6 separate regions of the Mus musculus genome follow, and all the other regions are linked to region 1. A link is a contact called in public Hi-C, HiChIP or PLAC-seq and Micro-C data. All regions are on one chromosome and are shown on one strand. Each heading gives the region's core, a stretch centred on a gene start, on an enhancer-like site or on the middle of the called end of the contact. The rest is flanking DNA. Distances are from core to core; before and after follow the strand shown. Region 1 holds the start of Gabbr2 (gamma-aminobutyric acid (GABA) B receptor, 2). Region 2 overlaps Gabbr2 (gamma-aminobutyric acid (GABA) B receptor, 2). Region 3 overlaps Gabbr2 (gamma-aminobutyric acid (GABA) B receptor, 2). Region 4 holds the start of Col15a1 (collagen, type XV, alpha 1). Region 5 overlaps Gabbr2 (gamma-aminobutyric acid (GABA) B receptor, 2). Region 6 overlaps Gabbr2 (gamma-aminobutyric acid (GABA) B receptor, 2).

What was found. Hi-C and Micro-C count contacts between places; a contact is called where the count stands out from the background. HiChIP or PLAC-seq counts read pairs in DNA pulled down with a chosen protein or histone mark.
Region 2: a contact with region 1 is called in an H3K4me3 HiChIP or PLAC-seq map of bone marrow-derived macrophages, with 6 times the contacts expected there. The contact joins the enhancer-like site here to the promoter of Gabbr2 in region 1. A contact is called at or near these places in 19 of 39 promoter capture datasets (the 3T3-L1 cell line, 3T3-L1-derived adipocytes, the C10 cell line and 11 more), 1 of 15 datasets of contacts at CTCF or cohesin (stem cell-derived epiblast-like cells), 15 of 484 Hi-C or Micro-C datasets (bone marrow-derived macrophages, cerebral cortex, cortical neurons and 4 more), 25 of 115 datasets of contacts at active chromatin or transcription factors (SST interneurons, VIP interneurons, bone marrow-derived macrophages and 16 more) and 4 of 9 other capture datasets (adipose tissue, embryonic stem cells, liver and 1 more).
Region 3: a contact with region 1 is called in a Hi-C map of bone marrow-derived macrophages, with 34 read pairs. The contact joins the enhancer-like site here to the promoter of Gabbr2 in region 1. A contact is called at or near these places in 12 of 39 promoter capture datasets (the C10 cell line, cranial neural crest, embryonic stem cells and 6 more), 6 of 484 Hi-C or Micro-C datasets (bone marrow-derived macrophages, brain, cortical neurons and 3 more), 22 of 115 datasets of contacts at active chromatin or transcription factors (SST interneurons, T-cell acute lymphoblastic leukemia, VIP interneurons and 16 more) and 4 of 9 other capture datasets (adipose tissue, embryonic stem cells, liver and 1 more).
Region 4: a Micro-C map of embryonic stem cells shows a contact between it and region 1, with 2.6 times the contacts expected there. The contact joins the promoter of Col15a1 here to the promoter of Gabbr2 in region 1. A contact is called at or near these places in 2 of 484 Hi-C or Micro-C datasets (both in embryonic stem cells).
Region 5: a contact with region 1 is called in an H3K4me3 HiChIP or PLAC-seq map of forebrain, with 4 times the contacts expected there. The contact joins the enhancer-like site here to the promoter of Gabbr2 in region 1. A contact is called at or near these places in 16 of 39 promoter capture datasets (the 3T3-L1 cell line, 3T3-L1-derived adipocytes, the C10 cell line and 10 more), 13 of 484 Hi-C or Micro-C datasets (bone marrow-derived macrophages, cerebellar granule neurons, cerebellum and 8 more), 10 of 115 datasets of contacts at active chromatin or transcription factors (SST interneurons, T-cell acute lymphoblastic leukemia, VIP interneurons and 7 more) and 4 of 9 other capture datasets (adipose tissue, embryonic stem cells, liver and 1 more).
Region 6: a contact with region 1 is called in an H3K27ac HiChIP or PLAC-seq map of oligodendrocyte precursor cells, with 6 times the contacts expected there. The contact joins the enhancer-like site here to the promoter of Gabbr2 in region 1. A contact is called at or near these places in 6 of 39 promoter capture datasets (the 3T3-L1 cell line, 3T3-L1-derived adipocytes, cranial neural crest and 3 more), 7 of 484 Hi-C or Micro-C datasets (the G1E-ER4 cell line, bone marrow-derived macrophages, cerebellar granule neurons and 3 more), 14 of 115 datasets of contacts at active chromatin or transcription factors (SST interneurons, VIP interneurons, bone marrow-derived macrophages and 10 more) and 4 of 9 other capture datasets (adipose tissue, embryonic stem cells, liver and 1 more).

Annotation. Positions count from the first base shown.
Region 1 is chr4:46,990,133-46,993,221 of GRCm38.p6, forward strand. Gabbr2 (gamma-aminobutyric acid (GABA) B receptor, 2) reads right to left here and starts at 1,582. Exons shown (of 19, transcript NM_001081141.2): 1 at 976-1,582. The coding sequence starts at 1,293.
Region 2 is chr4:46,774,591-46,777,787 of GRCm38.p6, forward strand. All of the region lies in intron 7 of Gabbr2 (gamma-aminobutyric acid (GABA) B receptor, 2), which reads right to left. Among named protein-coding and RNA genes, the nearest start is that of Gm32208, 74 kb to the right of the region's middle. Within about 2 kb of position 1,596, at least 20 of the 459 cell types and tissues checked have an H3K27ac peak or open chromatin away from gene starts, as enhancers often do. A contact at or near this core is called in bone marrow-derived macrophages, where this site is marked.
Region 3 is chr4:46,750,667-46,753,894 of GRCm38.p6, forward strand. The region is part of intron 7 of Gabbr2 (gamma-aminobutyric acid (GABA) B receptor, 2); the gene reads right to left. Among named protein-coding and RNA genes, the nearest start is that of Gm32208, 97 kb to the right of the region's middle. Within about 2 kb of position 1,830, at least 40 of the 459 cell types and tissues checked have an H3K27ac peak or open chromatin away from gene starts, as enhancers often do. A contact at or near this core is called in T-cell acute lymphoblastic leukemia, acute myeloid leukemia, bone marrow-derived macrophages and 1 more, where this site is marked.
Region 4 is chr4:47,206,491-47,209,501 of GRCm38.p6, forward strand. Col15a1 (collagen, type XV, alpha 1) reads left to right here and starts at 1,522. Exons shown (of 40, transcript NM_009928.3): 1 at 1,522-1,872; 2 at 1,956-2,044. The coding sequence starts at 1,862. It overlaps Gm12426 (a long non-coding RNA gene), which reads right to left. Exons shown (of 3, transcript XR_001784287.2): 1 at 2,804-3,011; 2 at 1,932-2,096.
Region 5 is chr4:46,834,595-46,837,978 of GRCm38.p6, forward strand. All of the region lies in intron 3 of Gabbr2 (gamma-aminobutyric acid (GABA) B receptor, 2), which reads right to left. Among named protein-coding and RNA genes, the nearest start is that of Gm32208, 13 kb to the right of the region's middle. Within about 2 kb of position 1,742, at least 17 of the 459 cell types and tissues checked have an H3K27ac peak or open chromatin away from gene starts, as enhancers often do. A contact at or near this core is called in SST interneurons, VIP interneurons, cerebral cortex and 2 more, where this site is marked.
Region 6 is chr4:46,809,392-46,812,772 of GRCm38.p6, forward strand. The region is part of intron 4 of Gabbr2 (gamma-aminobutyric acid (GABA) B receptor, 2); the gene reads right to left. Among named protein-coding and RNA genes, the nearest start is that of Gm32208, 39 kb to the right of the region's middle. Within about 2 kb of position 2,015, at least 5 of the 459 cell types and tissues checked have an H3K27ac peak or open chromatin away from gene starts, as enhancers often do. A contact at or near this core is called in oligodendrocyte precursor cells, where this site is marked.

The sequences.
Region 1 (3,089 bases), core at 332-2,831:
TGCGGACCGGAGAGTAGGGGCTCCCTGGGTCCGGAAAAACTCGCAAACCCGTCCTTATTCCTGATCGCTCTTCCAGGCCCTCTCTTCGTCCTAGCCTCAGAGTGGGCAGTCAGGGTCTGAGCTGAGGCTCCTTGGAAACCTAGACATGAGGGCGTGAGATCGGGGTTTGGGATGGAAAGGTCTTGGTTCTCCAGCTCTGCTCAGAAAAGAAGGCCAGAGGGGAACCCTCTGCCACACTCCAAGTCTAGGCTCCCACGACACGAACGCCTCAAGTGTGCACCTGCTCAGCGGTGTTAGCAGCTGCTGAACAAAAGTGGAAGCGCGATCGGACACCACCACACGTCCCGGGCTAGACCTGTCAAGCCACTCTATGAGCAACTAACCCAAGGCGGGGAGAGGGGGAAGGGGAGTCTCCCAAAACTGCTCCAGCTACTGCCAGCGCTGGACAGATCCAGGCAGCAGCGCTGCAGAACCCTCCGGGCTCCGAGGCTGACCGTGGCGCGCGCGAGCCCTGAGCTGCAGAAGTGCACCACAGGATCGGTCCTGCCCGAAGCTTGGCCCCCGAGGGTCCTGGAGCCCTCTAGCCCTAAAAGGGCGGCTTGGAATTTTTAGGGTCTGGGAATAGGCCCCATAGCCTGTCCAGCTGTGGCTGGCCCAGTTTGTAATCAGTGTGCGTGTTCCTCTTACTTGGCACCTGACAACCCTAGGAGCAGCACCGGACAGGGGCAACCGGCGCAGGCCTCTGGGAGTCCAACCTCTCACATCTCTAACTCCTCCTCTGGTCAAAGGAGACCCCCATTCCACACCCACACAGAGGTGGAAGGTGCTCACAGATCAGGGTCCCACCTGCTCCAGCCAAGCCCAGTGAGACCCTGATGGACCCAGTACGCGGTCAGCCAGCGAGGAGGAGACAATCACGGCTCTGTCCCTCCTCGACGCCCCCAGCCTCGACGGCATGGGTCACTGGACACTTACCTCGGTGTCGTAGAGTCGCAGGTCCAGGAAGTAGGGGCGCAGGAGTGACTCGTTGCGGATCTGCTCGATGGCTAGCTCCACGGCGGGGAGCACGCCGCGCCCGATGCTGCCCTTGGCCACCTCCTTGGTGAGCGGCATGAGGCCCATGATGGAGAGCGGCGGGCTGCTGGGCGGCGGCCGGGGGGCGCCCCGCGCCCAGCCCCAGGCCCCGGGAGCCAACGACAGCAGCAACGACAGCAGCAGGGGCAGCAGCAGGCGCGCGGGCGGCGGCGGTGGCGGCGGCGGCCGGGGCTGCCCGGAGCTCGGCGGGGAAGCCATGCCGCGCCGCGGGCTGCGGGCGCCAGCTCACTCGGCCCGCATGGCCTGGCCCGGCCCGCCGCCCGGCGCCGAGCTCTGCCCGCGGCTCCCGCGCAATGGCGCCGGCACGGGCCCCGGCTCGGCTCCGGCTTCTGCTCGCTCAGAACGGCCGCGGCGGCGGCGGCGGCGCCCGTGACGGATCAATCACGCCGGGAAGGGGTGGGAGCCAGCGGAGTGCGGGAGGCGGGGAGCCAACGAGCGAGCGAGCGAGCGAGCGCCGAGGGGGCCGAGTCTCCGCGCGCCTCTCTCCAGCGCGGCCGCCCCGCACCCGGCCGCCTCCTCCCGCCTCCGTGCGCGATCGCAGCTCTTTCCTGCTCGGAGCCGCGGGACGTCGGACCCTGGAGCCCGGCCAGGGGAGGGAGGGCGGCAGGAGGCTCGGGAGGCGAAGGCAAGGCTGCTGAGCGGCGGCTCGGGCCGCCTCCGGGGACAGGGACGGGCCGTGCGCGCCGGGGGAGGGGGAGGCGCCGGCGCTGCGGCTGCCGCGGGGAGGGCCGTGCTCCCGGCACACGCACACTCGCGCCCCGGGCGCTGCGCCGCGCCGGCTGCTGCGGCCGGCTGACCCCGCCGCCGGGGACTGAGCTCCAGAGCCCCACGTTCGGGGGAATCGAAGCTGCTATGCGCGGGGGACGCGGGCGCCTCGCCTTGCGCTTCCTGTAGCACCTGCAAGGTGGTTGGGTACTGCTTCTCCCAGGTCTGGGCGGGCGAGTCGAGGAAACGAACGTTCTACAAAGGTGTCCTAGGGGCACCAGCAGCCTGCGCTCTCCTGTGCCAGCTACCAGGGAACCTGGGACCCTTGATCCAGTCTGGAGTCCTTTGCCAAGCCCAGGTCAGGGCTGGGATAGGAGACCTATGAGTACTACCGCCTCCTCCAGGCGTTTGACCTCCCGGTGTCCCCAGTCCCAGAGGGCCCCGCCTTAAAATTCTCCCCTGGGTGGGAACCCTGTCTTCAGTCCCAAGAAGCACAGCCTGGACTTGGCTCATTCTGTCTCCCAGGTGGTATAAACACACTGGATAACCCCAGGCAAAGTAGTCCTGGACAAGATGAACCTGAGTAACCCCTCTGTGCCTCCCTGTGAATCATGGCACTTGTGAGCACTAACCTACAACATCCCAAAGCCTGACTAGTACAAGGATACATTACATTACATTATAAAACAGCCCATCCAAGCATTGTGGACCAAAAGCACGACCTTGTAACAAGGGTGGGAATTTAACCTTCACTAACTGCTTGCTACCTGACATATCTGATGTATCCTCAAAACAGCCGTATACGCTTAGTACAGTGGGTCTATCATTCCCGTTTTACAGAAGAATACACTGATCGATAATATACAGCTAATACAGGGGAAGCAGAATGCACAGCCACAAAGGACTCTTATGCACCCCTGATATTGGAAAGCCCTTCCAAAAGGAGGACATGGAGGCCACGGTGCTCTCAGTAGCTCTAGATCCCGTTCCTCCACACAGTTTGTAATGGGTCATCTAAATGGAGTCTGCATATTTGGAGCTGGGCAGGAAACCCGGAGGAAACCTGGAAGATAGAGCCCAGGCTGAATTGAGGACGGCAGTACCTTGGACAGCTCCAGAGACCCTGAGGCCAAATCAGCCAGGGCGCCTGCCCGCATAGCCACTTTCTAGGCGGCTATAATTCCTCCCCTCTCGGCTGAAGGTTTTGTACAAGAGCACAGCTCATCCAAGCACCCCCATCTTCCAGCCAAAAAAATAGTCTAGAGGTAATAGTCACCCCAGACATTCTA
Region 2 (3,197 bases), core at 346-2,845, 220 kb before region 1:
GTCCAGGGAGTGAGTGTCAGCTGGCTGGGAGGCCGTTTTGATACTGGTCTGATGGTCCCCAATACCCCTTAAGCGAAAGAGATCATGGGACTCTTAAGGACACAAAGAAATAAGAAGCCAAGACTTGGGGCTGTAGAATGCCCCGCCCCTCTGTGGACCAGGTGAAAAGACAACAGAATGAAAAGACACTGTTGGAACAAAACGCAGAGCCTGATCCCCGGCAGGTAGCGGCGCCAGGGGCGGGGCTAGGGGCGGAGTCAGGGGCGAGGCTGGGGCAGTGTCGGGTGGCATCGGGCAATCAGGTGGACACAAGCGTGATGTACACCTGTGATCGCAGCACGTGGGAAGGTGGAGGCAGGAGGATCAGAAGTTCAAAGTCATCTTTGGCTACATAGTGAGTAGATAAGCCTGAGACATGTGAGACAAAAAAATTAAGTGTGAGGAAAAAAAATTAAGGGTCTTCCTAGAAGTGGCTGGCCTAAAAAACAAAAACAAAAACAAAACAAACAAAACAAAACAAAACAAAACAAACAAACAAAAACCAAGGGCAGAGTCCTCCTAGCTGCATACCAGTGTCTTCCTTGCTGTTCCCCAAGGGCCACAGTGTTCCCTACCTGGAAAGGTGCTGAGGGAGGACTCATTGGTTAGTTTCATCTTCATCCTTTGCATGGGACTTGTTTTGTTCCCTAAAGGAAGTTTATAGAGATGTAGAGCAAACAGGACGGTTGAAAGGCAGAGGACAGCTTAGGTTCAAATCTCAGTGTCTGCACTCACCTGAGCTCTGAGGGAGTTCGTGGGGGAAACGAATTAACCTTTTGGTTTTTTTTTTCACAAAGTGTTGCTAGTTTCTACTTTGTGGGGCCTAATTAGTTTCAAATGAAGACTCCTGATTTGGGAGGCTCACAGAACAGCAGCACACTGTCCTCCAGTCCTGGAGGCAGAAGGTTGTTGTGGACCATTGCTTCCAAAGCCTGAGCAGGTGGGCTAGCTACCTGTCCCCTGACTTGTGGTGGCTTGCTGGCAGTCTTTGGTGTACCATGGTTCTTAGAAGTGTCACCCCTCTACCTTCTTCTATCCGGGGCCTTGCTCCTGTCTGTGTGTCTGTCAACTTGTGCTTTTATGAAGACACTACTAATGCCACTATTCTGTGTAGTGTGACCCCAACCAACTGCACCTGAAATGTGCCAAGGCCCTCGGGCTTAGGAATCCAACATACAAATGTGGGTGCGGCAGAAACATTAACCCACAACAGAGCTTATTGTGAGAGTTAAATGAAATGCTACAGGGGGAACTAAGCTCAGTACTCAGCACAGAGCAAGCACTCAGCAAGCACTCGGTGTTCCTACCCATTCCACCTGTCATTACAGCAAAGGCTACTGTGACCAACATGTTCACAGCTCCTTCAGGGCTCATGGTCTGCTTGTCTCTGGGACCAGACTGCCTGCTCAGGGAGGCCACTAAAGTTCTAAACGATACACTCCCCCATGCTGTTTTTTGTTTAAAAAATAGGTAATTTTCTCCCCTGCCTTGAGGAAGTGAAACTCGCAGGCTTTGTCGGGTTAGGCATCAATTCACACAAATTGCTAAGCCACACTGTTTGGATCTCTCAAATGTATCTGACAGCAGGAGTGGGAGGCGGTGGATTTCAGAGTGGTGTGTTGTCTGCACTCATGTGTAATTGTGTTTGCGTCAATGTCTCAGGCACAAGGTTTCAAGACTTCTGGGGGTTTTCCTGTGTTTAAAAGTCCTGTGTGTGTGTGTGTGTGTGTGTGCGTGCATGTGCATGTGTGTGTGCGCGCGCGCATGCGTGTGCATGTGTGGAGCTCAGAGGAGAACGTTAGTTACTGGTCTTCTTTACACATTGTGGGAGGCTGGGTCTATGTTCAACAGGCCTACTGGTCCAGGAGCTTCCTGCGATTCCCCTCATCCCCACATCCTGGGTCACAGTAGATGTGCTGGGATTACAGACCTGTGCTACCGCGCCTGGCTTCACATGGGTTCTGGAGATTAAGTCTCAGATCTTTGTGCTTGTGACACTCTATCCACTGAGCCACCTCCCCAGCCCGAGACGTCTGCTTTTGGAAGGAGAACCCTGGATTGTAGTCATACTATGACCATTTATTCAGTCAACAAACATTCAATTCATAGACTAAGAGCCAGGTCTCACTCCAAGTCACAAGGACTGTCCCTACACTACTGTCACCATTGGCTCACAGGCTCACTGTCTAAAAGAGGAGACAAGCTTACATCCAAACAATTTGAGCTGGAACCATATTGCCACTCACTACTTACCTGGGATCCTGGTGGCCCCTCTCTATCTCCCATCTATCTCACCCGATGGTTCAGACCAGGTATCTTGTAGGCAACCAGTGATAGGCAACCCTACCTCACCCAACCCCTGGTAGGCCAAAGTTAGCTTGTCAGAGGAGGTGGGAGTGCTGGGAATATCACTTATCTACATGGGCTTGAGTCACCCAGATGGGTAGCCTGGCCCTGTGCAATCTGCTTACCTCACTCATGTGGACTTGGAATCTCTCTTTAATCTATGATAGGAGCATTCATTACTCCAATCATTCATTCAGGTGCTATTTATCAGACATGCCTATGTCCCATGTATAAGATACTGCAGAAAAAAAAACAGGCAGTAATTGAGCTGAACTGTGTGTCAGATGGAAACCACTGTGGGCAAGGATGAAGCTTGGGGCAGTGAGTAGATGGGAGGGTCAGAGAGTAGATGGGAGGACAGTGAGTAGATGGGGAGGATGATGAGTAGATGGGGAGGGCAGTGAGTAGATGGGAGGACAGTGAGTAGATGGGAAGGACAGTGAGCAGGTGGGGGACAGTGAGTAGATGGGGAGGACAGTGAGTAGATGGGGAGGACAGTGAGTAGATGGGAAGGGACAGTGAGTAGATGGGAAGACAGTGAGTAGATGGGGAGGACAGTGAGTAGATGGGAAGGACAGTGAGCAGGTGGGGGACAGTGAGTAGATGGGGGACAGTGAGTAGATGGGGAGGACAGTGAGTAGATGGGGGGACAGTGAGTAGATGGGGAGGACAGTGAGTAGATGGGAGGACAGTGAGTAGATGGGGAGGACAGTGAGTAGATGGGGAGGACAGTGAGTAGATGGGGGGACAGTGAGTAGATGGGGAGGACAGTGAGTAGATGGGGAGGACAGTGAGTAGATGGGAAGGACAGT
Region 3 (3,228 bases), core at 580-3,079, 240 kb before region 1:
GGGTGATGCCCACTTTACAGATCAAGAAACTGAGGCTGGGCTGGGGAGATGGCTCAGTAGGTAAGGTACTTGTCCTGTGAGGATATGAGTTTGATTCCTCAGCATCTCTGTAAAAGTCTGGGAGTGGCGGAAACACTTGCATTCCCAGTGCTGTTTATGTTGAAATGAGAAGTGGAATTGTAAAATTCCTGGGCGAAACCCTGGGCATATGGCTTGGTGTAGGAAGCCTTGAATATAAAGAGATCCTGTCTCAAACTCGGTGAAAGGTGAGGACCAATACCCGAGATCGTCTCCAGCTTCCATGTGCACGCAGGCATACATGCGCGCGCGCGCACACACACACACACACACACACACACACACACACACACACACACACGAGTGCGATCACAGTTTCATTTTGTTTAGTAGTGCCAGGGATCAAACACAGGACCCTGTGCACATGAGCTGAGTGCTCTACCATCGAGCCACATCCCTAATTGTTTTATTTAAGACGCAGGCTCTCTCACTGGAGTTGGTGAAAACTCAGGAAGGAAGCTGTTTCCATGGAATCCTGCTTTCCTCTCACTGTGTGCGGAGCATTTGCAGCCAGGGCAATGGTGGTCCATACGCACTGCATTGTCAGGAGAATGCCTGGGGTGGAGGTGGGGTGGGGCATGGGATGGGGGCAGTCCCTAAGGTGAGGCAGGCCTGTGTCTTTAAGAGCTAAGAGGATCCCGCACCTCATCTTCAGAAACACCTTCCAAAGCCACTTTGACACCTTGAGAAGCCCTGTAGACAGCTGTGAGTAGTATCAGTTTGAAACTGAACACCCACCCAATTCTACATTCAGGTGACAGTAAGCAATTCCCTAAAGTGTGAAAACACTTCAAGGGAAGGTGAGACAGGAGCTGTGATTTTATTTCTAGGGATGATTGGAAATCACAGAACACCTTCCAAAAAGATCATGTTTATGCAAATGGACCACTTTACCTGGGTGGGAAAGATGCAAACCACTCTCCACAAGGAGAAAATGGAAAGAAATTCCCCCCAAGGGCAGAGCCCTAAATTCTTTGCCGATCTCTTGCCAGCATCTGAAGAATCCCAAAGGCAACTAGGAGTAGAATGTGGTCTGTCCGGTGGTGGATTCTTTGCTGGTTATATTAAAAAGCATGTGGGGGCGTGTGCGTGGCCAGATGGAATGGGTGGGAGAGAAAAACACTCTCCTGCTTTGTAAAAATTTATTGTTACTTTAAAAATTGTGTGTGTGTGTGTGTTCATGTGAGCGTGTGCAACACATTAGTTCAGGTGCTCACAGGTGTCATGTGACGCAGTTTACCGAGCGACCTGCCACTCAGTTTCCCTTCATCATTGTCAACTACTCAGAGGGCCGTTGGCCTGGATGAGGAAGGACTCTTGCTCCTGAGTAATGAAGGAAGCCTCTTTAGAAGCTACCCTCCGGGTTACAAGATGACCAGCTCACAACACGACATTTGGCCTACCCTGTGCCAAGTATTCTTTGTTTTAAATATGGGTCTCACTACGATGCCCAGGGAGCCTCTTCCTCAGCCACTGAATAGCCAGCTAAGTCTCCAGGGGTGCTATACTATGCTCTGCCCAAGTACCCCACTGGGCACCGAGTCTCACTCTAGGGGACTGTTGTATCAATCAATGAATAAGAAATGTCAGTCAGTGATGGGGCTGTGATGGTGAAGAAGGAAGAGAGGCTGATCTAGCTGTGGACTTGGTCTTGCTTCTCTGAGTTCTTTCTGCAGTCCTTGCTCCTGGGTCTCATTCCCACCTCCCTTCCTGTAGGCAACACTTGCTTCACTGTCTGCTTCCGGCAACCTAACCCAAGACTTCCTGTTGGGGAGGGGATGTGGGCAGGAAGAGGAGGAGGCGAGGGCTTCTGAGAGAAGTCCTAGGGTTCACCAGCCTTCTCTGGCTTTTTGTGGTAGATCACTGCAGTCAAACAGTGTGAGAGGCAGGTAGGAAGACAGGGAAAACTGGAGACATGAGGAGAGAGGAGGCTTCGTCCCGGAACACAGCTGACCTTTCTCTCCAGCGGGGATGCAAGAGTTCCGGCGGGGTTAGCCCCTGCTTAAGGCCTTTGCCCTGTCACAGGTGCAAACGTGTGCTTTCCTAGGATTCTCACTAGACGCCCTGTTTACAGGGACAGGCAAGTACTAACCCTCTTGTGCAGCCTGTCAGGTTACAATTCCATCTCTGCCGGCTCAGACCCACCTCACTTATCAAAAGATAGAGAGAAGGAAATATATGTTTCTTAGCAACCCTTTGAGATATAACTCAAGCATCTCCAAAATAGCATATAGAATTACTAATAAGACAAGGACTTTTGTCCTTTGAGGAGCCTGTTGCCCACACGTGGGTGTGTGTATTACTCTCCGCAGTTCCCAAGTCCGTGCCCTCAGGCAGGCCTTGTGTTTCCTTCTGAATTCTCTTTCTTCTACCTCTCATATTTAACTCTATGTTTAAAGTGGTTCGACCTAAAATTCTTTGCTCCGAAGCCACCAATCTCAGTTTGACCCACACTAAGGTTCCTAGAAGATGAGGGGACTCCTCAGGCTGCCGAGAGAGGCAGCATGGAGCTGTGTCTTGGTCTCCTTCCTACTTTCTAAAACCCCAGAATTGTGCTCCCCTTTCAGAAAGCCTTTACATATATAAATGTCACGGCTCTCCTTGAGCAGAGCCAGTCCAGGGCTGCCGCCTCACTGGGGACCAATCCATGTGAGAAATTAGATCCCAAGGCAACAGGGTTTGGTAGCTGCGACCCAGGCAATACTCATAGTTCACTCTCTCATCCATATATTCTTCTCTGTGTTGCAGGGGTGTTCAGGCCTCCCAGTCACATTTCCCATAATCCCCTGCTAACCAGTTCCATTTGCGTCTTGCTAATGGGAAGCATTCACAGGGAAAAGTTCATATCAGGGATTTTTTTTCCCCAATCCCCATCCTGGTTTTGGGCACAGTAGTAAAAGCTACAGGTGATCAAAGATGGAGTGGGGCCAAGTGGTACCCAGCTACCTGCTGAGTGCTTAGAGAGATACAGTCTCCAGTGTGGCAGATCTGGCAGGGCTAGGGGCAGCATCCACAGGGTCCAGCGTGCTTCGATGTCACCTCTTTATTTGATTTGTATTCTACATCTGCTCCTTGATCACTTTGAGAAACCCATTTGGAAGTTAGATAGCATTTCGATCAGCACCCTATGAAGATGCTAGACCCCTCTGG
Region 4 (3,011 bases), core at 272-2,771, 220 kb after region 1:
CCTCCTGGGGCAGGTCAGGCTTGTGGCATAAAGTCATCTTATATGTGTAACCAAACTGTATCTGTGTATTAAACATAAGCTCTTCCCTATCTCATTTAGACACGGCCGTCTCTCCATAGACCCCTTGTTTGCTCGTTTGGAACAGGGTGGTAAGCTCTCAATCCAGTTTCACTCTGACTTATGAGCAAAGACAGACTTCAAGTGTGGTATTAAGTAGGACTGGTCCTTTGTCTTGTTGATGGGTGAAGCAGAAAATGGTGGCAACCATGGTAAACTGGAGGATATTGCCCAACTGATGAAATTCCAATAAAATCTGACATCAAAAATGCAGGTTCCATGTCATCAGGTCTACCTGAATTCTAATAGTCCACAAATTTGGTTTTTCAATTTGTGTGCATATATTTGTATGTACATGCATGTAGGAGTGCCCACAGAGGCCAGAGGAGGGTGTTAGGTCGCAGGAACTAGAGTTGCTGGTGATTGTAGCCTACTCTATGTGGGTGCCTGGACCTTGGGTTCTCTTCGAGAGCACTACATGCTTTTAACCCCTGAGCCATCCTTCCAGCCCTACAAAATATGGATCTTAATAAACAGTTCATAATTATAAAATGTTGTTATTATTAACTTTTTAATTTGGAAGCTATCACTGACCAAACTTATCTGCGGACCACATGGAGACCCAGGCCACCTGTTTATAGCCACTGGCTCTAACTGTCAAACAGAACAACCTTGGGTGCGACAATTTCCTTAGGTAAATCTATCTAGGAAGTCAGTTACAGATCTGGCTGGTGCATTTTACAAGTAATAGAGAAATCCAGACCCAAGAAAGCCAATTCCCCATGGTTAATCATTTGTAACAAGTGTTATACCCATCACAGAAGGCACAAAAGGGGAACGAGAGTTCAAATCCATAGACAGGGTGAACAGATGTCAAAGCCACCTTAAGTGGGCAGTATCCTTAGAATGCCCCCTAACTTCCTTGTTAGTTCCTTGGAGCCCTCCTGGCTTCCGGTGCCTCGGTCCCTTAAAAGCCAATGGCTCTGCCTGTCTTGACCCTTGTGGTGTGTCCTCACCCCCACGTTTCCTGCAGTGCACTAGTTAGTAACTGCAAGAGCTCCTAAGGATAGCGTTTTTCAAGAGCTAAGCTCCCAATTCCTGCCTTCTGTGTTGCTTGTTAGTTAAAGGGTGTCTTGTTCCCAGCGGGCAGGTAACACACCTGACTCTATGTGCCTAGGTCAACATTGAGACCTTACTCTTTTCTTCAATGTTGATTCTCTTGTGTGGCTCACTGGATGGATGCCTTGGTAAATCGTTTGGCTTCTCTGGACTTCAGTTCCCCTTGGTCAAGGTTTTGGGATTCCAAAATATTCAGAGCACACCCCACGAGTCCTTCAAAGTCCTCGCTCTGTGTATGACTTCCGTCCCCACCGTGTTACTCTGGGGCATGCAAGTGGGATCTTGGCTGGCCTGCTGGGTGTGGCACAGCAACCAGGAGCGACTTCAACCGCGTAGCTTTGGGACACTGCCACTCCCCTCTGAATCTCAATAGCCTAGTCTGTCATGTAAGGAAACCCCAGCGATCCCAGCCGGCCCTGGGTTGTGGAGCTCTGCGTCTGCATGCGGGGCTTTCCTCGCGGGTTACATAAGGCTCTGGGGTGGCGGGAAGAAGGGGGCGTGGGGAGGCGCAGCGGGGACCGGCGGCGAGGTGGGGCACCGCGCGTGGGGGAGCGCAGGGCGCGGCGGAGTCGGGTTTCAGAGCGCGGGTGACTCAGGCGCGGGCAGCAGCGGGGATCCCGCCGTCGCCACCGAGCGCAGCCTTTGTTCCGCGGGCGAAGTACAGCTGGGGTCCGGCGGCTGCACCATGACACACAGGTAGGACCCGCGCCCCGCTCCCCCTGCACCTTCGCCTCACCTCCTAGCCGCCGCCTCACCTTCTCTGCCACCGCTTCTTGCAGGAGGACCGCGCAGGGCCGGCGCCCGAGGTGGCTGCTCTCCATCATCTCCGCGCTGCTCTCCGCTGTCCTGCAGACCCGCGCTGCGACAGGTAAGCCACAGCCGCTTGGGTTTGCGCGCCCGGGTGCTACGGCGCCTCATTCCTGGACATAAAAGGGAGTACTTGCTTGGCGCGGCGCACAGCCGTCTTGCCCTGGGTCCTCCCGGGCCCCCCGGGTTCCTAGGCGCTGAGATGATTGCCTCAGCGAAGGCACACAAGAGTGTCTGGGCTGGACGTGGCTCACCAGAGCGGGCAGAGAGGGGTTTTAGCTGTACAGTGACAACACACTGCCAAACTATCCCAAAGCGCGCTGGGCTCCCGCGCTGAGGTCGTGCGCACTGGGCTGTAGGGTGAGCAGGTCCCATGTACACTCAGTCCATGGGAAAACATGGTCTTCGGCAGGGATACCTTGACATCCTAGTCGTTCCTGACATAACAGAACAGAGTCGCTAGCGTGTTTGGTTCAGCCTGAGTCACTAGAGGTCCCCATCCCTGCCGGACAGAGGCGCAGTGGATGATGGACTAAGCCTGAGAAACTGATCTTTCTTTCTCTTCTATGGGCCTCAGTTTCCCCTGAGAGGACTCAGAAGCTGTTGGATTAAAGTGGGTCTGACTTAAAGTCGAACTGCCGGTGTGAATTGCGCCTCTGTTGGGTGACTGTGGGCAACATTTTTTCACTCTGCATGCCTCAGTTTCCTCATCTGAGAAGATCTGGTAAACTAGACCCTCATTGTTCCAGAAGCGTTGAGAAGTGTAACGGACAGATGGGAAATAATGTCCTTTCCATGAGAATAAGTGTCGGAAAGATACCTTGCTCTTCTCAGGAGTGCCTGTGTTGGAAAGCATTGTTGGGGAGGCTTAGGAAGTGGCAACTATGAAAGCCAGAACTCAAACCCAGTTGGGCAGGTTCCTGTCCCTGCTCAGCCTTTGCATTATGTACTCAGCAAAACCAGGCTTTTGGAACAACAGCCCTGACCCGCTTTGGACTTAGAGAAGTAGCGCATAGCCCAGTTGAAAA
Region 5 (3,384 bases), core at 492-2,991, 160 kb before region 1:
AGTCCCTGGGGAACCAGTTAGAAACCCGTCACTCTGCTCTGAACAACTGTGCAGGATGTCACAATGAGAAACCAAGAAGCTAAAGGCGATGTGGTCCAGGGAACCAAGAGCAAGCTCATTCTTGATGTCGATGTTGTTGACAACTGCTCAGAAGACTCAAGGGAACTGAGAGAGGAGAAACTTCCGGAAGCAATACATTCAACACAACCAGTCCTAAGAGATGCTTGCAGGGAGATCAATAGCTTTCCTATAAGCCAGTGAGAACTACTTTAAAAATATTCTAGAAAGTAGATCCCATCTCCCAAGGCAGGCCTCAATGTAGGATACACAGAAGCAACCCCACCAGCCAAGGAGAGAACCTACACAAAGAAAACGAGGCTACTTTGCCAGCCAGCAAACAAGTGAGCCAAGAACTCCGTGTTTATGAATGTGCACCATGGGTCACAGAGGTGTCGTGTCTGCCGCAGAGCAATCGGAGAGTGGCTGGAATTCAGGCAAGAGAGTCAAGAGCATTCTGGGAGCCTCACCACAATCAATTTGGTGAAAATAAAGTTTGTGAGTGAAGAAGCGCGGACTATGAATCAGTCGCGCTGTGAGAACCCCTTAAGACCCAGGGTGCCAGGTCCACATTGGTTAGAGCAACGAAACACACTTCAATGCAGGAACGCTTCAAGCTGGTGCAGCCCTACTAAGCGCCACTGGGTCCCTAGCCCTCACGGAGCGTAGTCAGTGACGTGTGCCGAAATGATAATATTTAGGACATGTTGCAGCAAAGGAAACACATTGTTAAAGTTGATTTTGCCTATTTATTTTCTAACACTTTAAAATGTAGCCACCAGAAAGTTTAAAATCACATCTGTGGCGTGCGCTACATTTATATCCTGCGAAACTGGTCAAAAGCATATAGAAATGTATGTTATTTTCTAAAGGTCAACTTTAGCGTAGGCATTTTAAATGAGTCTGGAAAAGATCTAGTCATTAAATGCCGAAAGAATAATTGAGTGTCTGGGAGCAGGAGAAAAAGGATTTGATGCTTCAGACACTTATTTATTTATTTTAGCTGAAATTCAAGATAAGGCGGAACGCAACAGTGGACGCAATGGAAGAGAACAGACATAGTTATAAGAGTCCCTGTGATGAGGGGGTTTTGAGCACAGCGTTAAAGATGAGGAGCGTTAAAGGTGAGGAGAATGGCTTCGATAAACCTAGCCACATAAAATAACAAATCCCACTCGTCAACTCACAAAGCCAAGGTTCAAGGACTCATGAAACATGAGCAAATACCTCCCACAAACGTGAGAAGGGAGGGTGGCCTGGTATAAAGCAGGCTCACCAACCTGGGACAGAAGGATGGTCCAGTCAGGAAAAGTGCCAATCACATGAGCCGCCAAACTCACAAAAGGAAAATTAGAAACAAGAGGAGCCTTAGGAAAGAGATTCAATCTCAATAGTAATCAAAGAAATGCAAATTAAAACAGCCACTGCCAAGGGTGAGAGAATGTGCGTTGAGGCGCTGGCACTCAGTGGTGTGATCTTCTCGGAGGACAATTTGGCAACACACACAAAAGGTTCAAAATGCACGAGTGCTATTTCTAGGAACCATCCCTGGAAGATAATCAGAGATGCGCAGACAGAAGTTCCAATAAGAGTCCATTGTATCTCTGTGTATAATCAGCCACAAACTGGCAGTTACCTCCGCGTTCTGCATCAGGGCCTCTCCTCGCTTGAGTAAGTGATAGCGCGCCCAGCGAGCCAGGGAGCGAGGGAGCGAGGGAGCGAGGGAGCGGCAGGGGCTTTTGAACAGGGACCGGATGAAGGCGGTGGCAGGAAATCCAGATCTGCCTCGTTCCAACATATCTTGGAATGACAAATAAAAATTTTGAAGAAAAATAAAACGCTAACAGCTCTGGAAGCACTTCAGCAGGCAGAATAGTTGCAGAATAAAGGAAGGAAGGGTCAGACGGCAGAGTGAATAAGACTGGAAAATAAGCCTGAAATATGCCCCAGGGACAGACAGCTACTGGTCACCAGGGTGCGGTGGGGACACTCGCTAACCTGGGAGGATGCTCACTCCAGGCCGAGCACATAGGAAGAATACATTGCTCCTGGCCGCAGAATTCTTCACACTTGTTAGGAAAACCATCACGACCGAGCTTGATGCTAACACTGGTTTCTGGGCTTTGCCCTCCTGAAGTGGTTCGTGTGTGGAGGACTTGGTCCTCTGTGTGGCTGTGGTGGAAAGTGATCAGACCTTGAGACATGAGGCCTGGTGGGAACTAATTACGTCCTGGAAGGTGTTCCTTTCAGAAGGAAGAGATGCAGTCCTCAAGAGAGGGCTGACTAGCCATGACTGGCCTTCTCACACCCTCAGGTCTGCAGTGAAGCTCTCAGAAGACTCTAGCTGATGTTGGTGCCACATCACTGACCCTCCGGAATGACGAGTTGGGTAAACAATTTTTCTTTATAATACACTCGGTCACAGGTGTTTTATAATGGCAATAGGAAAATGGACTAACTAAAGTTATGGCTGACTTTTTATTTTCCTTCCCCCCCTTTCTTATTTTGTCAACTTTCTGCATCAAGAACCTTATCAACATGACAGAAAATAATAATTAATATTTTAAAAGAATACACATGAAGAGTCACTGTAGCCTTGTAACTTCTCTTCTTCATGACTACAGGGTTTCTTGGCTTCAGGTCTGTTTGTCCTCATCGGCCCTGAGGACTGTGACCACCCCACTCTCTTCTAAAAAAAAAACCCCTTCCATGGCTTTCTATAGATGACAGGAAGCTTGGCTTCCTCACAGCTGACTCTCCCAACCAAATATTCACAATTTCCTGGAGGCTCTATCCAACATCTCCATTCCATTCCTTTCACACAGGCCCTGGGGCTCCCGAAGCCAGGCAGATGGGCCTTGGGGGAGAACTCGAAGCCAGAGTGTACCAGAATAGCTGTGGAGAACCTACACACATGCTGCCTGTCAGCTCAGAGGCCGTCTGAAGTAAGGCATGCTGGGAGCAGGGTGCGAGCAGGTGTGGTGGGGCGTGCTGGTCTCTAAGATCTGGGAACTGGGGGATAATAAAATAGCATGCTGAAACAGCACGTCAAGAGTTCCGGGGGTCTGGAAGGAAGTGCCAAGAGATGGGCTGCTCAGCACACACAGCTCCCTACTTGCTTCTGGGGTGAAGTGGGAGTCAAGGATGCTTGCCAAAGACCCCTCCCCCCAGGCTTTTCTCCGCCAAGGGACAGAGCCCGAAGATCCCATAAGCACCTGCTAAGTCTTGCCTGTCACACCCGGCACGGCACTAACCCTTCCCTTGGTAAGTCCTTTCTAAACCATGTCACCATTCTGGGTGAATGGAGTCACCTGCACACAGTAGGTA
Region 6 (3,381 bases), core at 765-3,264, 180 kb before region 1:
TTGGGCAAAGCTATTTCCAGAGGTTGGCCTGGGCTTCCTGCCTGAACAGATGTGGGGGCGGTTGATTCAGGGAAAAGGAGGACAGTCTCTACCAAGACTTTCCTGGCCGCTCAGGGAAAGGAGAAACCAGTTCTGGCTAGGGCTCTTCCGTGGAGCAAAGGCTGGGAGGGTGCATCTTCAGGCTGTCTCATGTAGAGTAGAGCCTCCTACAGACATCCACATCCCAGAGACTGAGGGGATGCAACGCCCCATGGAATGAGGCTCAAGCTTTGGCAGTAGCTAAGGCGGCTCATCTGACACTGGATGACCTGGGCAGGACTCATCTGACATTAGATGACCTGGGCAGGGCTGGGCTGAGCTCCAGAAGGAATCAGCCCCGACATCATCATTTTCAATTGCCAAAACGTGTATTAGCTTCTAGCCTCGAGAAAGGCACATCTGTGTGATTTCCATACACATAGCCTTGTGTCATCCATCAGCCATAGGAAATGACCTGTGAGTCCCCACCTGAGTTGGACTCTGCTGTCCTCTCTCTTTGATGGGCCCAATGCTGGTTCACCTTTGTGCCCTCTCAGCTGCAGAAAGCTTACCAGTATTGGGCTATTTTTACGACTCATTCAAAAATAGGTTACTCTTTTTAGAGTCAGAGACCTGGTTCCAGCAGGTGTACCGAGTCTTTTGACAGCGAGACTCGGTGATGTCATCCACAATGTTTATACTTACGAACTGCACAACCTAGTTACCAGTAGACACTGCAGAAACCTTTCGCAATGTTCTAAAAAGGTTACAGTTTTGTGTCGGACCCCATTCATAGCGATCTTGGGTTGCATGTGCCCTGTGGGACACAGGTAGAGATCCCATGATGCCTTGTGGGAGTTCAGCCTTTAATAGGTACTTAAGGTGAGTACTGGGGATTCCTGCCAAGCCCAAGACTTGCTGACTCCCATGTCCCCCATCTTTTGCCTCCCCCCACGTGTGTAAGCTGCAGAGCTATCTCCTTTCTGATTTATTGATGAGAAGGCTCATAAGGGAAAGGATATGAGCATTATCCGGAATGTTCAAAGGCTATGGAAGAATCCCTCAGCTACCGAGGGGCAGATGGGCATGAAGCCGGGACCATGCTGTGTGGCTCCGTGCCCTCCTTCAGCCTCACCCCCACACTGCCACGTCTGTCAGGGTGCTGCATGGCCTCCAGCCTGGGTCAAGTTCCTTGAGCTGCATTTTCTCAACGTGTAGAATGGAGATAATAATACTTCCTATAGGGGGCCAGGTAGTAAATAATCTAGGTTTTTATGGGCAATTATTCTCTGTGGCAATTACTCTGTTTTGCCGCTGGAGCACAAAAGCAGCCCAAAGCAGTGTGCTAAATGAATGTGTTACAATAAAACTTTATTTATAAAACGGAACGGAGGGCCAGATTTGGCCCATTGGCCATCATTTGCTGGCCGCTACTGTATAGTAACTGGGAGGATTAAAAGAATGGATAAATCTAAGCACAAATCAAGCACTGGGTAGTGTCTGTCATGGGTGTTGAAGCAGAAGCAGGGGCTGAGGTCAGAGGACAGGCTGTGAAGAGATCAGAGGTGAGATCCCTGACCCCACCAGTGATGCCCACACAAGGTTGCTCTGTGGGCCTAGGGACCACAGGGAGCTCTCAGTCTCCTGGCTCTTCATGGCTTTTACAGGAACTCCTAGGATTATTTCAGAATGGGACATGCCATGGATTCATTTCTTGCTTCTCATCCTTTTCTTGGGTTTCCAATGTGACACCAGCCACCAATTCTTCAATCTTGGGAGTGCTCTGCTCGAGAGGACTGTCATAGGAGCTTATTGGGTGTCTGACAATAGCTGGGCAAGGAGCGGAAGGAAAGAAGTCCAGGCCTGCTTGGGTCAAAGCCTGCACTGAGCTCCTGTTTGTGGTGAGGAAGAGAGGAGCACCGTGGGAAGGCTACACAGAGAGGAGAGTGTGCTTAGCAAGCATTCAAATGCAAATGTCAGTTATGCCTGTAATGGAAAAAGAGAGCTAACGGGAGCTTCCTGTTCTGTGTTCCTCCTACCTTGGAGTCCTCCTGCAGGCCAGCTCTGTAGTTCACCAAGCTATCAACTGGAGTAGGGACAACCCACGTGCCTGGTCATCTCACACCACTGTCCCCTCATCCATAGCAGGCCTGCCCAGTGCCTGCTTCTTGATCCCCTTTGGCAGGATTCTGGGTGCGTTGTAGAAGACCTCTGGCCAGCCATTAGCCCTTAATACCTGCATCAGGATGCTGGGGTGGGTTCCATACTGCAGGAACTCAAGAGGTTGAGGCAGAACAGGCCATAAAGATCCTATCTCAAACAAACCAAACCAAACCAAACCAAACCAAACCAAACCAAACCAAACCAAACCAAACAACAACACACACACAAACAACTAAATACAAAACAAACAAACAAACACCCACACAACAACAGAAACAAACACAAAAACAACAATCTGGCATTTCATGTTGAAGTTGACCTCATTCAGGTTTCTGGTCAGAATTGCTGTTTGGTCTGCCATGGCCTATTTGGAGCATTGTTTTAAAGCTTGCTTTGTTTGGGCACATGGACCAGACTTTCCTTGCTGCTGTCTTCCATGTTCTGGCAGCTTTGGGTTTGAATACCACCATGTTGTTCCTTCAGCCCAGGTTTATCTTAGTGTCCTCTAGCTACAGTTTTAGATGTAGGTGGCGGTAGAGAGGGGTTCCTGGGTCTCACGCCAGCGGGGTTCTGACTCTCAGCTCACTTCAACCGTCCTCCTCTGTCAGGCTTGGCTGTGAACTTGCCTCTCTTGGGTCTCTTCTCTTACAGAAACCAAGAATTTGGTGTCTGTTTTTTCAAGTTTCCATTTCTCAGGCTCTGAGGGTGCACTCTGGATTTCACATCTCTGTTACTGTTGCGGTGCCCATTTCTGTACTCTATGGGAGGTCCCATGCTTTTCCCCATGTACAGCAATTGTTTAGACGGCTCTCTTTTCTGATTCTGCGGTCCCCACTTGCCTGTTTCTATCCTGACCTCAGCTATAAAGTGTATCATGGTTCCCAGCTGGCTCTCAGGACCACCTTCCAGAAAGGTTCCCTGTTGGTATGTCACGTGAGCCTCACACAGTAACATGTATGTCCCAGCTGCTCCAATAACCCTAGGGTTTCATGGTACAAAGAGGCTGGAGGGCAGCCTGGGTGTGAGAACCTTGGGGGAAGTTTGACTCCCGCCCCTGCTACAACCCCCATAGCTCTGTCTAGATTATTTGTGGGATTTATCCTTCAAGTTTGTACATTAACACATCTGTTAAAATGTGTCTAGGTGTCCTTTCCAATACCAAAGTGGCTAGGACACAGAGACCAGCTAGCTAGCCAGTAC